Regions from separate parts of the Zea mays genome. Here all the other regions are linked to region 3. The links are chromatin contacts, called in public Hi-C maps. All regions are on one chromosome and are shown on one strand. The core of a region is the stretch at or near the end of the contact, and the rest is flanking DNA. Distances in the headings are between cores, read along the strand shown. Region 1 holds the start of LOC103638691 (transcription factor MYB3R-2). Region 2 has its middle 59 kb from the start of LOC103638692. Region 3 holds the start of LOC100279655.

Region 1 (4,307 bases), core at 1,148-3,647, 230 kb after region 3:
TTCACGCACGAGGGGGAGGAAGGTGCCGACGGTGTGGGGCTTGAGGTGGTCCAATACGGCGGCTAGGGTTTCGGGCGCTGGCGGCGGGATCTGGGCCGAGGAGGAGGCATGCGCGTAGAGGGAGCTTGGCGGGTATCGGGCGGGCGGGGAAGGAGGCGTGGATGATGGAGACGAGATCCGGATTTGGCGGCGGACGGTGGTGTGGGCGCTGCGGATGGAGCGGTCGGGTGGCAGAGACTACGTGATTGACGGAGCGCGGACGAGAGGTGTCGGAGGCAGAACAGGATGGTGTGCACGCCTACACTACAGGCATATAGAGTAGTAGAGATTGCACTATATGCCTACAACTATATTCGTCCTCCCTTTTTAGTGCTACCAAAGCGGCTTAGTGGTGGAGAGAGCGACGGGTATCTTTTGCTATCGCAGTTTGCAGCGAAGTACGCTCCAGCGTCTGGCCTTTCCTCCCTTATCGTCTGTGACTTGTTCTCTGCGTGTTAGATATCATGCAGACAACGGTGTGATCAGTTGCCGACTGGGCACTGTCCTTGTATGGACGGCTTAGACCTTCTCTGTTTAAACTGAAAGGTTGCAAAACCGTGTTGTTTATGTACTTAACGCGACAAATAAAAAGAAGTAACAAACATCCTTTGCTGCCCAAGACATGCATGTGCTATCTATATCTATACTATAGATAAAACACCAGTTGCAACAGTCATCTCGCGTTATCTTTTTACAAATAACCATTCACAATTATTTCAAATTAATCCGCTGCACGACTATAGATGGCCAAACAGCGGCCCGACACTGGCCAGACGCCCGTGGGCCACAACTTTGGCCTAGGCACGTCATGCTGGCCTGCTAACTGTGTCGGGCCAGCCGTTAGGTGGGTTCGAACTCATGCCCTGATGGAAGAAGGGTGGGAGACACAGGATAAAGCTGTCTAACCAATATAACATCATGCTGAGACGTCGACTCATTTGATTAAATCAACGTAAAATGTTAAGGAGGTGGGGTTTGAACCCATGCCCTGATGGAAGAAGGGAGGGAGACACAGGGTAAAGCTATCTAACCAGTAGAACATCGTGCTGAAATGTTTTTAATATTGAATATAAATTATATATATATGTATATACGTTTTTTGTAAAATAAAAAATATATAATCGTGTCGAGTCGGACCAGCACTACGGGCCGAGGCTACAACCCAAGCATGACACAACGTTCTTGGCTCTTGTAAGTATTAGGTCATTTTTGAGACCACATTAGCGCAATGGACTCCATGGTGTTTGAAGTTGCTGAATTGGATGGAGCAACAATGATTTGTCATACTAACAATAAAATGGAAAGTTATTTGTTGGTTTTAAATGTTAGTAATTGTTACGAAGTAGCATAATTTATATGGAGCGCATCCAGTTTTCATTGATGCTTGACTTTAGCAATCACTCCATATTTTGATATATCTTTTTTATAAGTTTGAATTCATGTGACTTATTTTAGAAACTTGAACTCACAAATTTTCTCTTATTTGGTCTCTGTATGGTGGAATTATATCATTTTATAATATATGTTCGTTCAGTCAGTCGTTGTGAAACCTCTTCTAATCGCTCACTTTATTGGCCGTGTTGTATCAATACATATTGGATGGAGTAAATAATAACATCAGTTAGCCAAATCAAAAAATATTATACAGAGAGCGGATACAATAAATAAAAAACCTTAAAAATTTTTGGTGGATAATTTACATGGGTATTGTTGTAAGCCGTCGCAACGCACGATCAACACACTAGTATGTATATAAATGTATGTTGCTGCTCGCATTAATCTGGTCCCGCGTTATAGTTCAGCCCATGAGGCACCTCTTTCATCTCAGATTTGCACTTTAGTGATATATAAACGGCTTTTGTTGAATGCACTATATGATTTCACAAGATCATGTATATACATGACTGTGTATATATGACTGGTCGGGCGCTTTAATTTTCTAGTACTTAACTACTTATAACAAAAGATCACAGCAACCTTGTTGGTAGAAGGGTGACTTATTTATTTACGTTCACAAGGAGGTTACTGTTTCGATCCCTGTTGGTGTTCGCGTCTCCCTTATTTCTTTTGCGCTGGGCCGCATGTCGTTTAGGCTAATGTGGACGGGTAAGCTGTGGGCCGTGCCGTCGTCGGACGAGTTACGAGTGGGCCGCTTACCGGGTTGTCGGCACGAGAACTCCCAGCCGACAACAGTCACGTAAGTCCGCCCTCATAAGGGCTTATTCGGTTTCTAGAGGATTGGAGGGGATTGAAGATGATTAAATCCCCTCCTATTCTAAATTGAATAGGAGAAAATTTAATCCTCTTTAATCCCCTTAAACCACTAGTAACCGAACATGGCCTAAAAAGGGGAGCAGTCCACCCGCCGTAATCTCCAAAGTCCAAACGCTGCCCCCACCCTCTCGGCCTCCGCCACCGCCGCGGTCCTTCCCTCCCCTGCCCACCGAGGTTTGACCTCGATTAAGACTCACCTCCTGATCAGATTATTAGACTTTATTTGATTGGATTAGATTAAGACTCACCTCCTGATCAGATTACTAGACTTTATTTGATTGTATCGGTTCGCTTAATTCCTTGCAGTAGATTTGAGGATCTCCAGCTTTTTGAGGACAATCCAGTTTTCGTCGAAGTTCAAAATGACGGTGGTGGAGGCGGGGGAAGTGTTGAACTTGAAGGTGGGCGAGAACCCTCTACTGGAGGATGAGGCCAAGACGGGGTACGTCTCGCCCGACGACCAAGACGGGGAGACCGCCAGCGAAAAACCCAGCGGCGCGCCCCAGCTGAAGAAGGGCCCCTGGAGTCCCGATGAAGATAAGCTTCTCAAAAATTATGTCGAGGCACACGGCGAGGGGAAATGGAACAAGGTGCAGCGCAACTCCGGGCTCAATCGCTGTGGCAAGAGCTGCCGCCTCCGCTGGACCAACCACCTCAGGCCCGATCTCAAGAAAGGGTCTTTCGACAATGAGGAGATCGACAAGATTTTGAAGTTTTACCTCAAGTGGGGCCCCAAGTGGGCCAAGATAGCCTCGCGAGTAAGTGCTGCGCTTGCCGTTCTCCTGCAGTTTCGTGCTTACTTCCTACATGCTTCTTGGGTGTAGTGGGAATGTGCTCCCTGCATCCTGGAACTGATCTGCTATGCGAATCCATCTCATAGAATTATGTTGATTTCCCCAAATATTGCTTGTATTTGCCACATACTAAAATATTCAGACAACAGACATGCTAGACGTAGAAATTTACGCTTCTCTCCTTTTGCATGTTCCAGTTGGTTCAATGTGCTCAAAAGATCACTCGTTATGTTTGTATTACAGATTTTTTTTCTGGAATCGAACTGCACATCAAATATATTGAGAAGGGGAAAAAAGAGGTCCAAAATGAACCAGTTACAAGAAAACCTCCTTACGGAGGCCAGAATTTAGAGTACAGGAAAAAAACACACGCACACACATAGCAAAGAACTCTACAGACACCTTAGCACTAGCTAGGCCTAAAGCTCCGCCACACAGCTAGAGCAGGAGCTCATCTATCCGAAGGAAAGACAAAGCTTTTTTATCTCTGTTAGAGACCAAAGGACAACTTCCTCCCTTGCTGCCCGAAGGGCCACAACCAGACTCGGACTGCAACCATCAAACACACACATGTTCCTATGCTTCCAGATAATCCAGGCTGCTAAAGTAACTAAAGAGTTGAAGTCTTTCCTTGCTGCCTCAATCACTCTAGAGCTGCTACTCATCCACCATGTCTCGAAGGAATGGTCTTCCTGTTGAGGACAGAGACCTTGCTACTTGCTAGCATCCAAGCTTCAAGAGCTCAAACCAGAATTGTTTGGGAAAGAAGCACCCAACAAGCAAATGATTGATTGATTAAGCATCTTGATCACACAACAAGCACCGCTCCAGATGGTCGAGACCTCGCTTGGCGAGTCGATCAGCTGTCCAACATCTGTCGTGCTCAACTAACCAAATAAAAAAATTTGCACTTTCTAGGGGCCCAGGACTTCCATACCCTTTCAGCCTGTCCAAACTCTACTGCTCCTTGAAAGAGAGCCCTATAAGCTGAACCTGTAGAAAAGGAACCTAATGCAGCAAACTTCCAGAAATGTTGGTCTTGTACCCCGGGCTGCAGCACCTTGCATTCTAAAGCTTCACAGAGGTCAAGAAACTCAGCAATAACTCTTATTGGAAAGCGCACCTCTCAAACCTGTCATCCATTGAAAACCTGGGAGAGCATCTTGGACCGTTAAGGAATCAATCAGACGTCTAGGGACC
Region 2 (4,239 bases), core at 616-3,115, 150 kb after region 3:
ATTTAAATTATCTAAGCACCATTAAATGAGCTAAAACAAGCTAATTTAATTATATAATCAAATTCCGACCATCGGACATAACAAACTACAATATTTAACATACAAATCATTTAATTCAACATAAAATAACTACTTGCAGACAACACAAGATCAAGAATACTAACATAGCGACGACGCGGGCACGATCGACGAAGGCACCAGATACAGGTGTAGGCTGCGGGCGTGAGCCATGGTTGGGTCGAGGTGGCCGCCGGCGTAGCGTCGGAAGGCGCCGGCGAGTGAGGAGTGGGCGTCGGGGAGGCCAGGCTCGGTAGTCAACGAGGCGGCGCGAGACCACCGAGGCGTGCTCGGCTGCCAACGAGTGGGCGTGGGCGCCGGTGAGGAGGAGGGCGGCGGCGGCGAGGCAGAGTTGGAGCGGCGGCGTCAGGTATAGACTGAGAGGAGAGAGCTCGTGCTTAAAATGAAACAGCGCGCTCAGACGCTGTTTGCTAAAAACTTCTTATGTCTGACGGCTGCTAGGGAAATTGTCGGACATATATAAGTCTTATGTTCGATGGCTGACAGCCGTCAGACATAAGGCTTATGTCGATGGCTGACAAATAAGCCGTCAGCCATAAGTTAATGTCCGAGGGCCGTTTGAAACCGTGAGATACAAATGTTATATCCGACGGCTGCCCCTCATGCCGTCAGAAATAATACGGCCGTCAGAATTCTTCGTTTTCCTGTTGCGTTGGGGAGCTGAATCCAGGGCATTTGCATATGGGTAGATCTTGTACAGCGAGTACAGTGATGATGACCAAGGAACCACTACTTGATCCAGCCCTAAACAAATGAAACCTAGCTGTTTTGTCAAGCTGGCGCACTGCATGCTGGCTTGCAAGTTGCTACGGATAATACTCCTCCTCTGTATGTTCCCCCAAAGACGTCGTTTAGCGCGTGAATACGGTTCCCAATATTCATTAGTATTTGATCGCCACCTCGGTGTGCGTATCCCTTACTATATTATGTTGCATATGGTATGGTCACCCGATACTTAGGGCTTGTTTAGATTTTATGGTCAGTAAATTCTAGACCACTTTATCTATAATATTGAGGCTATGAACAGAAGATATAATGTGTGATGTTTAAATTTTAACCAACTTCATAAAAACTATAGACAAAAAATATGAAATCTAAATAGATCCTTATATTTGACTGTTTGACCTGGCCTTGCTTATATAGACTAGTAACTACTAGTACATGTTAATGGTAACAATGCAAAATGTTTTTTAACAATTTTAATCTCCAGTTGTTGACGTAAGAAAAAAGTTTATACAATGTCCTTATGTCCCAACACACATATATCTATCTGTCCATATTGCATGCATGTTGGAGCAAAACTTGAATGTCATGAGATGTCGCTTACAGCTAGCGCACACACTTTTGGTTCCTTATTGTCTGCCGGCCATATACATCCTCCTCAGTTGCTTAGTACGACCATGCGTTGATCAGTTCGAAACTAGAAGACGAGCGAGTTTGAATTCAAGGCAATTGCCGTAGCTAGCTGAGAAACTGCGCGGTGCATGCCTTGTTTGACGACGGCACGGTGTGGGCAGCACGTACAGCAGTAGTACATGAACGACTCCACTCCACGTCCACGATACATCATAACATTTACATGCGTCTCCGTCTCTGATTCAGAGGTGCAACGAACCTGCTAGCTGCTGCATCTGCAATGCCTGCAGTCATGCGCGCTTTGCTAGTTTACGGGTGGTTCTTGCCGTGTGCGCTCGTGCTGAGCTCTGCAGATGCAGATGCGTCCCGTCCACCTGGGGTGTGTCTGTTGTTTGACCTAGCCTTTTCCTATCCGTGTGTGCAGGTCGCTTTCGGTGCTGGATACGTACAAGACACAGCCAGGTGAGGTGTACGTTGGCTACATAGGAATAGGATCTACAACAGTAGTACGTTGGCTTCGAGAGGACAAGTACAAGTAGCCTGTTTCCTAGTCTACACACGTACACACGTGTCGGGGGGAGCAAACAAAGCAACTAGCTAGCCGGCCGGTGAGAAGAATAGAGCAGCCCCACTCGCAGCGCGCGGACTAGATAATGAAATTGCATTTGGCTTCACCCGCGCGAACAAGACAATAATAAAAGCTAGCTAATAAGTAGTCGTGGTACAATTAGAAAAAAATTACGGCTTGTTTGGTTAGTAGGATTGAGGGTTTAATTAATCAATGGAACTCTTAGAACTCTTCTAACCAAACAAATCCTTAAATTAATTTATGGTAATCTATGGTCGTTGACCTAATATTCAATAGTGAATCTCCAACTCTGTTTTCTTTTACCATTTCAAATAACCTAACAGAGAGGTTAAAAGTCAACCACTTCGACCAAATAATCTTTAGGGCTAGTTTGGAAATTTAAACCCCCTTCAAAATCAGAGGGGATTGAAAAAAAAATTAGTTCGGTGATTGAAGAAGAAATTAGTTCATTTCCATCACAATCTCCTCCAATTCTGAAGGGGATCTGGTTTTCCAAACTAGCCTTTAGTCTATTTCGAATAGTCCTCTATCTTCATTAGCCCTTTTTTAAGGGAGAACTTAGTTGGTATTAGAAACAAAGTATAGAGAAGAGGTCATATAATAATGGACCTCTTGAAGAACTTGTTGTACATGACAAAAAAAAATAACAGCGGTGATCGACTAGGGCTCGAACATGAAAAAGAGGGACTAATGAAGGTATCCCTCTTTGTTTAGTGTGCCAAGCAGTGAACCTTTTTGCTCTTTGATCTTCGGATCTTGTAAGGTGGTGCTTGAACTTCATAGTTGAGATTGTTGAAATCTTTAACATAGGGAGAAAGCCACCAAAGGGGAAACTGATTTGTTTTTCTTGTCTTCAAAAGGTACACTAGAATTTGTCAGTCATCATGTAGTTGACGAGCTATAAGTTGCAAACTTGGTTGCTAAGATGATGGTCCATATGTCGCCTTGGACGACAGAATGTATGTTGGATATTTTGCCCTTCACATTTGGTCAAAAGTATTAACTTTGGCAATGCGGATCAGTATATCTATGTGTCGAACATTAGAAGTATAGCATACAAGACACATAGTTTATAGTGGTTCAAGTATGTGATACCCTATGTCTAGTTTAAAGTAAATCTTTTTATTTGCATTCTCGGATTGCAAGGGCTAGCTACAGACTATAACCATACCTAAAATGAACGAGTAGATACCAATTGGGGGATCCCTACCCCTCCATACATAGGCTAGGGGTAGATTTACAAGAAATATCGACCAAGAGACGTTTTCAATTAGTTACACAACATTGAATCATATCCCATAAAGATTGAAATACAAGCTATCCACACTTGTTTTCTTGAACATCATGTATATTATTGCATTAGGTGTTCATAGGACTCATATTGGTTTTCTTTGTCCCATTTTGTAGATGTGGGCTAAAATACAAATGGTGAGGTACCCTTGTACCTTATATGAATATGAGAAGGACTTAGTGATAAGCTAGCCAAATGACTTCCATTCTTCAGGAACTATGTTGATATCCAAAAGTAGGTGACGGTGGTTCCCATATACTTTAGTTCTTCATGCACTAAATGCTCCTCGAGTGTTAAGGGATTTCAAGTAGTCGATGCCTTCACACGATGGACATTTTTAGGCGTCGAGGGTATTTCGATGACCTATATGTTTACATATCAATTGATCCTTGGGTGCCAAGGGTCTTCGAGTAATATAATGCTCCCTAGGGGTTCTAACTCAGATACCATGTGTGCACCTTTGGACCCATTAGATATTGCATGCCATTAAGTCATGTGATATATAAGGATAAAAATATCTAGAGAATCTAAACTGTCTTGTCTTACCTACTCCTTCTTTTGCATCCATGACTTATATGGGTGGTTGCGCGAGTCCTGGACCTTGATTATTGGCTTTCCCACTTGAAGAGATTCTTGAGACAATCTCGAAATGAGTTCGAATTGAGGATCAAAAAGATCAGGAGCGACAATGAGATAGAGTTAAAAATGGTCAAATTGAAGGCTTCCTTAAGGAGGAGGGGATCAAACATGTGTTCTCCTCTCCCTACACACCATAGCAAAATGGTGTTGTAGAGAGAAAGAACATGACTCTTATGGATATGGTGAGGACCATGCTTGAGGAGTACAAGACATCGGATCGGTTTTTGGTGGAAGCAATCACCATTGCCTGCCACACTAACAACCGATTCTACCTTCACCAAATCCT
Region 3 (4,465 bases), core at 7-2,506:
AGCTTGGCGCAGCACCGGCCAATTGCCTTGAGACCCTCGTTAGCCACGCCGGAGCAGGCCTCGATGGTGAGCGACTTCAGTTCCGGGCAACCCTGGGCCACAGCGACGAGGCCCTTGTCCGTGATCATAGGGCAGCCAGTGATGTCGAGCCGCTCCAGCGAGTGGCACTCGGCGGCGATCTCGGCGAGCCCGGCATCCGTCACCTGCGGAACATCCCACAGGGTAAGGGAGCGGAGCTCTGGGCAGCCGCGGGCGAGAGCACAGACGCCGGCGTCGGTGACGCCACGCGCCGGGTGGCTCCCGCGGACGGAGACGGAAGCCAGACGGCCGGCCACGGCCGCCGCCGTGAGGCGCGCGTCCGTGGCCAACATGCCCTCGAGGGTCCTCTCGCGGGCGTCGCCGTCGTGGTCCATCAGATCGGCCTCGTCGTCCTCGCTGAGGTACTCCTGGTTGAGGTCCGGCACGGCGGGGGCGGCCGGGGCGAGCACGGCCTCAGAGGCGCGGATGCCAGCGAGGAGCGCGAGCCAGCGGCGGGAGACGCAGGCCGACGCGCAGCGCGCGCGGGTGCCCTGCACGCGGCGCAGGACCTCGAAGAGGCACTCGTCCGGCACCGCGTCCAGGGATGGCTCATCCCTGCGCTTCTGTCTCTTGGCCGCCGCCGTCACGGGCTCAGCGGCCGCCGTCGCGAACACGCGCTTCCGCGACCGGACGCCGGCGAGAACCCCATCGCCTAATCCAAGAAAAGAGGCAAAGGCTCGGTAAGAACAAAGCAAAAGGAAATCCAATCCTCACAACTGGAACTACAAATCTTACGCCTTAACCAAAAGCAAGGGCCTTTACCTCTGTATCCCTGGAACGGAGACATGTCGGGCCGCAAAGGACCGAGAACGCCGTCGACGAAGCCAAAGGTTGCTCCGAGAACGCCGGAAGAAGCAAAACGAAGAAGAGGCGGAGAAGCAACTGCACCACTGGATCCGAGGGCGGATTTAGAGGTCGGACGCCGAAGCCGAACCCTATCGCTTACCGCGACAGGGAAAAAATGGCGGAGGAGCCGGATGAAGGGAAGGGAACGGACGGGTTTGGGGAAGAGGAGGAGGTGGTGGTGGTGGTGCGGTGGGGAAGGAGTGCCCGGTGGCGCTGGCTTTTTATGTGGTGGCGAACAAGGAAGGCAAGTTGCCCAAGTTGGGCGCAATTCGTAGCCCCCTCTCTCTGTCATCTGGATCTGCTGGGTTCATTGAATCTTCTCTCTCCAGCTCACTGTCTGTGTCTGGGGTAGAGGAGATGCACTGTGCTGGGAGTTGAAAATCACTGGTGTTGCAAACAGTTGACGGTATTTGATGCAAATCAGGCTACTGTTCACGTAATATAATCAGCCACTCCATTTGATATTTGAAGCGAAAAGACTGAAGTGCAACGTGGGTAAGCCTTACATACATTCTCTTTTAGGTCTATGAACTTTAAAAGGTGTTCAATAGTGGTGGCCATTCGGTTTAAACAGAAAGTTCGGTTCATTTTTTTTGGAAACTTTGGTATTCAAAAACTCCGAACCGGTGTGTTGTAGAAACAAAAACCGAGTAGTTCGGTGTTTGGTTTTCGGTTAGGTTTTAGGTTTAAACCAAAATAACCAAACACCTAGTCAGCCACATATATTATGTTCTATATAGACAAGCAATAAAGTGAAAAACGGTAGATTACAATAATATTAATAAGTAAAAATATACTTCTAATTCGAGTAGTCCAACAAAACTACAATACAATTCGGAAAATGGTATAGTTATTGAGGTCAAACATAATATCATATCAATATGCATAGTTGATCAACCTAAAGCAAAGTCCGGCTCAGTTTCGGGGTAAATCCGAAGCCGACACTGTACGCTGAAGTTCGCAAAAATTCAAACCAAAACACCAAAATTTTAGTTCGGTTCTTCAAAGTTCGGTTCAGTGTGTTGGAGACAACAGTTCTGAAGCCTGTTTCGGAGAGAACAGTTGAATCATCATGAATAACAAACAGTTCGGGATATCCAAGGATCCGTATAATTTTGGAATTCATGGTAGCAGCTTAGGGTGCGTTTGGTTCAGCTTTTTGAACATGCTTATGTTTTGAAAAGGCAATTTTTCTATAGTATAAATTTGAAAGCAGCCTGAACCATACTTTTTGCTGCTTATTCAAGTTTGTTATATTAATAAACAGATGTGATAAATAAGAACTAAAATATGTTTTAAAATAATTAAGTGGTACGATAAATGAAACAAAAAAAATAATAAAAAATATTAAAAATAGAATTATAAAATTGATTTATTTATAAAAATATTAGGAACACAAATATAAAATTGATTTTTACATTAGATATATTGATTAAGAGATATAATTAGACAAATTATATATAAACAATATACAATTTATTTGAAGTGGCCAACTTACAGCGGTTTTAACCAAACGACTTTTAGTTTTTTTTATCACGTCAGCTTTTTCACACTAGAGAACGAACTCACAAAGCTGGACCAAACTGAACCAAACGCAACTTAAGATGCAATACGGATTACGATGGATTAGTGGATTACCCGTGTCCATCCACGCTTCCACAGGAACGGGACGTGTACGGCGTGCCCAGTCCACCGGAATCGGGCCTGGGTTCACGGCACCAACAACCGGCAAACCCACAACGCTACTCCCTCCGTTGCCCGCCGCGCTGTTGGAAACCACGCCGGAGAGACAACCTTCTACAGGTTGCCGGCGAGCTCCTCCCTCCTCAGGTCAGTCTCACACACACGCGCGAATGCTGGAACTCAGAGACAGAACACAGAGAAGTTTTGGTGGCGCCCTATTAACTGCCTTTTCTTAGCCTCTAAGGCCATATATTTATAGACCATTACATGGAAACAAACTAATCATTACAAGGAAATAAACCGGCTGCTATCAGCCCTGATCCTGCCGACCAGATCTGTCCATATAGGACTGGACTACTACCATATTAGCTATTTCCTAAAACAGAATAAGTAAACTAGCACCAATCAAGGATTACTTTCCTATCAATCTCCTCCTAAGCCTTGTGGTGCAATCTGTCTACATCCACCAGTCCGACCTTAGAGCGCAACTCCTGAAACTTGGTCTTTCCAAGCGGCTTCGTTAGGAAGTCCCCCAACTGTTCTTCGCTCCTGATGAAGTCTACCTTGATCTGCCCATTATCAGCACACTCCCGGACAAAATGATATTTCACTTCTATATGCTTGCTCTGACCATGTAGCACTGGGTTCTTGATGAGAGCAATGGCTGATTTGTTGTCCACCTTGAGCATTGGAGCTTTCCTTGCTACTCCTTGCACTTCGGCCAGTACCCTTGCTAACCATAACGCCTGACAAGCTGCATTGGCAGCAGCTATGTATTCTGCTTCACAGGTTGACTGAGCCACCATCTTTTGCTGCATCGAAGTCCAAGTAACTGGACTATTGTTCAGGAAGAAGACCACTCCAGTCGTGCTCTTCCTGCTATCAATATCCCCGGCATAATCACTATCACTGTACCCAATCAACCCAGCCTCCTTTCTTCTCTTCCTGCCAAACCACAGACCCCAACTCTTGGTCCCTCTCACATACCTCAGGATGTGCTTTACAACCATCATGTGATCTTTGTGTGGTTCTTCCAGAAACCGGCTGACATAACCCACAGCAAAAGCAAGGTCAGGTCGAGTGTTGACCAAGTACCTTAAACTTCCTACTATGCTTCGGTATACAGTGGCATCCACCAGGGGTTCAGTACTTAGTTTGCTCAGCTTCAACCGTGTCTCCATGGGAGTCTGACACGGATTGCATTCTTTCATACCATTCCTCTCCAGAATTTGTGCTGCATAGGCTCCTTGGCTGAGAGATATTCCCTTCTTGCTCTGCCTTACTTCAATGCCTAGATAATACTTCAGTAAACCTAGGTCTGTCATCTTGAAAACATCTGCCATCTCTTTCTTGAATAGCTTGATGTCCTCACAATTGGTTCCAGTGATTATCAAATCATCCACATACACTCCAACCACCAACTGTGATTTGCTGTTTCTCCTGAGATAAATAGCAGGCTCTGAACTGCTCTTCTTGAAGCTAAGAGACTTCATTGTTTTGTCCAACTTTTCATTCCAGGCTCGAGGTGCTTGGTGTAGCCCATATAGTGCCTTCTTCAGTCTGAGCACCTTGTGCTCTCTGCCAGTGACCACAAAACCTGCTGGCTGCTGTACATACACTTCTTCACACAAATCACCATTCAAGAATGCTGATTTCACGTCCATATGATGCACTTCCCAACCCTCATGTGCTGCAAGTGCAATAAGCAACCTCACTGAATCAAGCCTGGCTACTGGAGCAAATACCTCATCATAGTCAATACCATGCTGCTGTGCATATCCCTTCACCACCAGCCGTGCCTTGTGTTTGGATACTGCACCTTGCTCATCTCTTTTCACCTTATACACCCATTTGAGAC

What was found. Hi-C and Micro-C count contacts between places; a contact is called where the count stands out from the background.
Region 1: a Hi-C map of ear shows a contact between it and region 3, with 2.4 times the contacts expected there. The contact joins the promoter of LOC103638691 here to the promoter of LOC100279655 in region 3. A contact is called at or near these places in 2 of 25 Hi-C or Micro-C datasets (ear and tassel).
Region 2: a contact with region 3 is called in a Hi-C map of ear, with 3 times the contacts expected there. The contact joins the enhancer-like site here to the promoter of LOC100279655 in region 3. A contact is called at or near these places in 6 of 25 Hi-C or Micro-C datasets (bundle sheath, ear, endosperm and 2 more) and 1 of 3 datasets of contacts at active chromatin or transcription factors (leaf).

The regions. Positions count from the first base shown.
Region 1 is chr9:95,461,290-95,465,596 of Zm-B73-REFERENCE-NAM-5.0, reverse strand. LOC103638691 (transcription factor MYB3R-2) reads left to right here and starts at 2,397. Exons shown (of 4, transcript XM_035962609.1): 1 at 2,397-2,487; 2 at 2,623-3,071. The coding sequence starts at 2,676. It also overlaps the pseudogene LOC103640088.
Region 2 is chr9:95,543,872-95,548,110 of Zm-B73-REFERENCE-NAM-5.0, reverse strand. No RefSeq gene overlaps it. Among protein-coding and RNA genes, the nearest start is that of LOC103638692, 59 kb to the right of the region's middle. Within about 2 kb of position 1,865, at least 16 of the 20 cell types and tissues checked have an H3K27ac peak or open chromatin away from gene starts, as enhancers often do. A contact at or near this core is called in bundle sheath, ear, leaf and 1 more, where this site is marked.
Region 3 is chr9:95,690,221-95,694,685 of Zm-B73-REFERENCE-NAM-5.0, reverse strand. It overlaps LOC100279655, which reads right to left and starts at 1,256. Exons shown (of 2, transcript NM_001351797.1): 1 at 841-1,256; 2 at 1-730. The coding sequence starts at 1,216.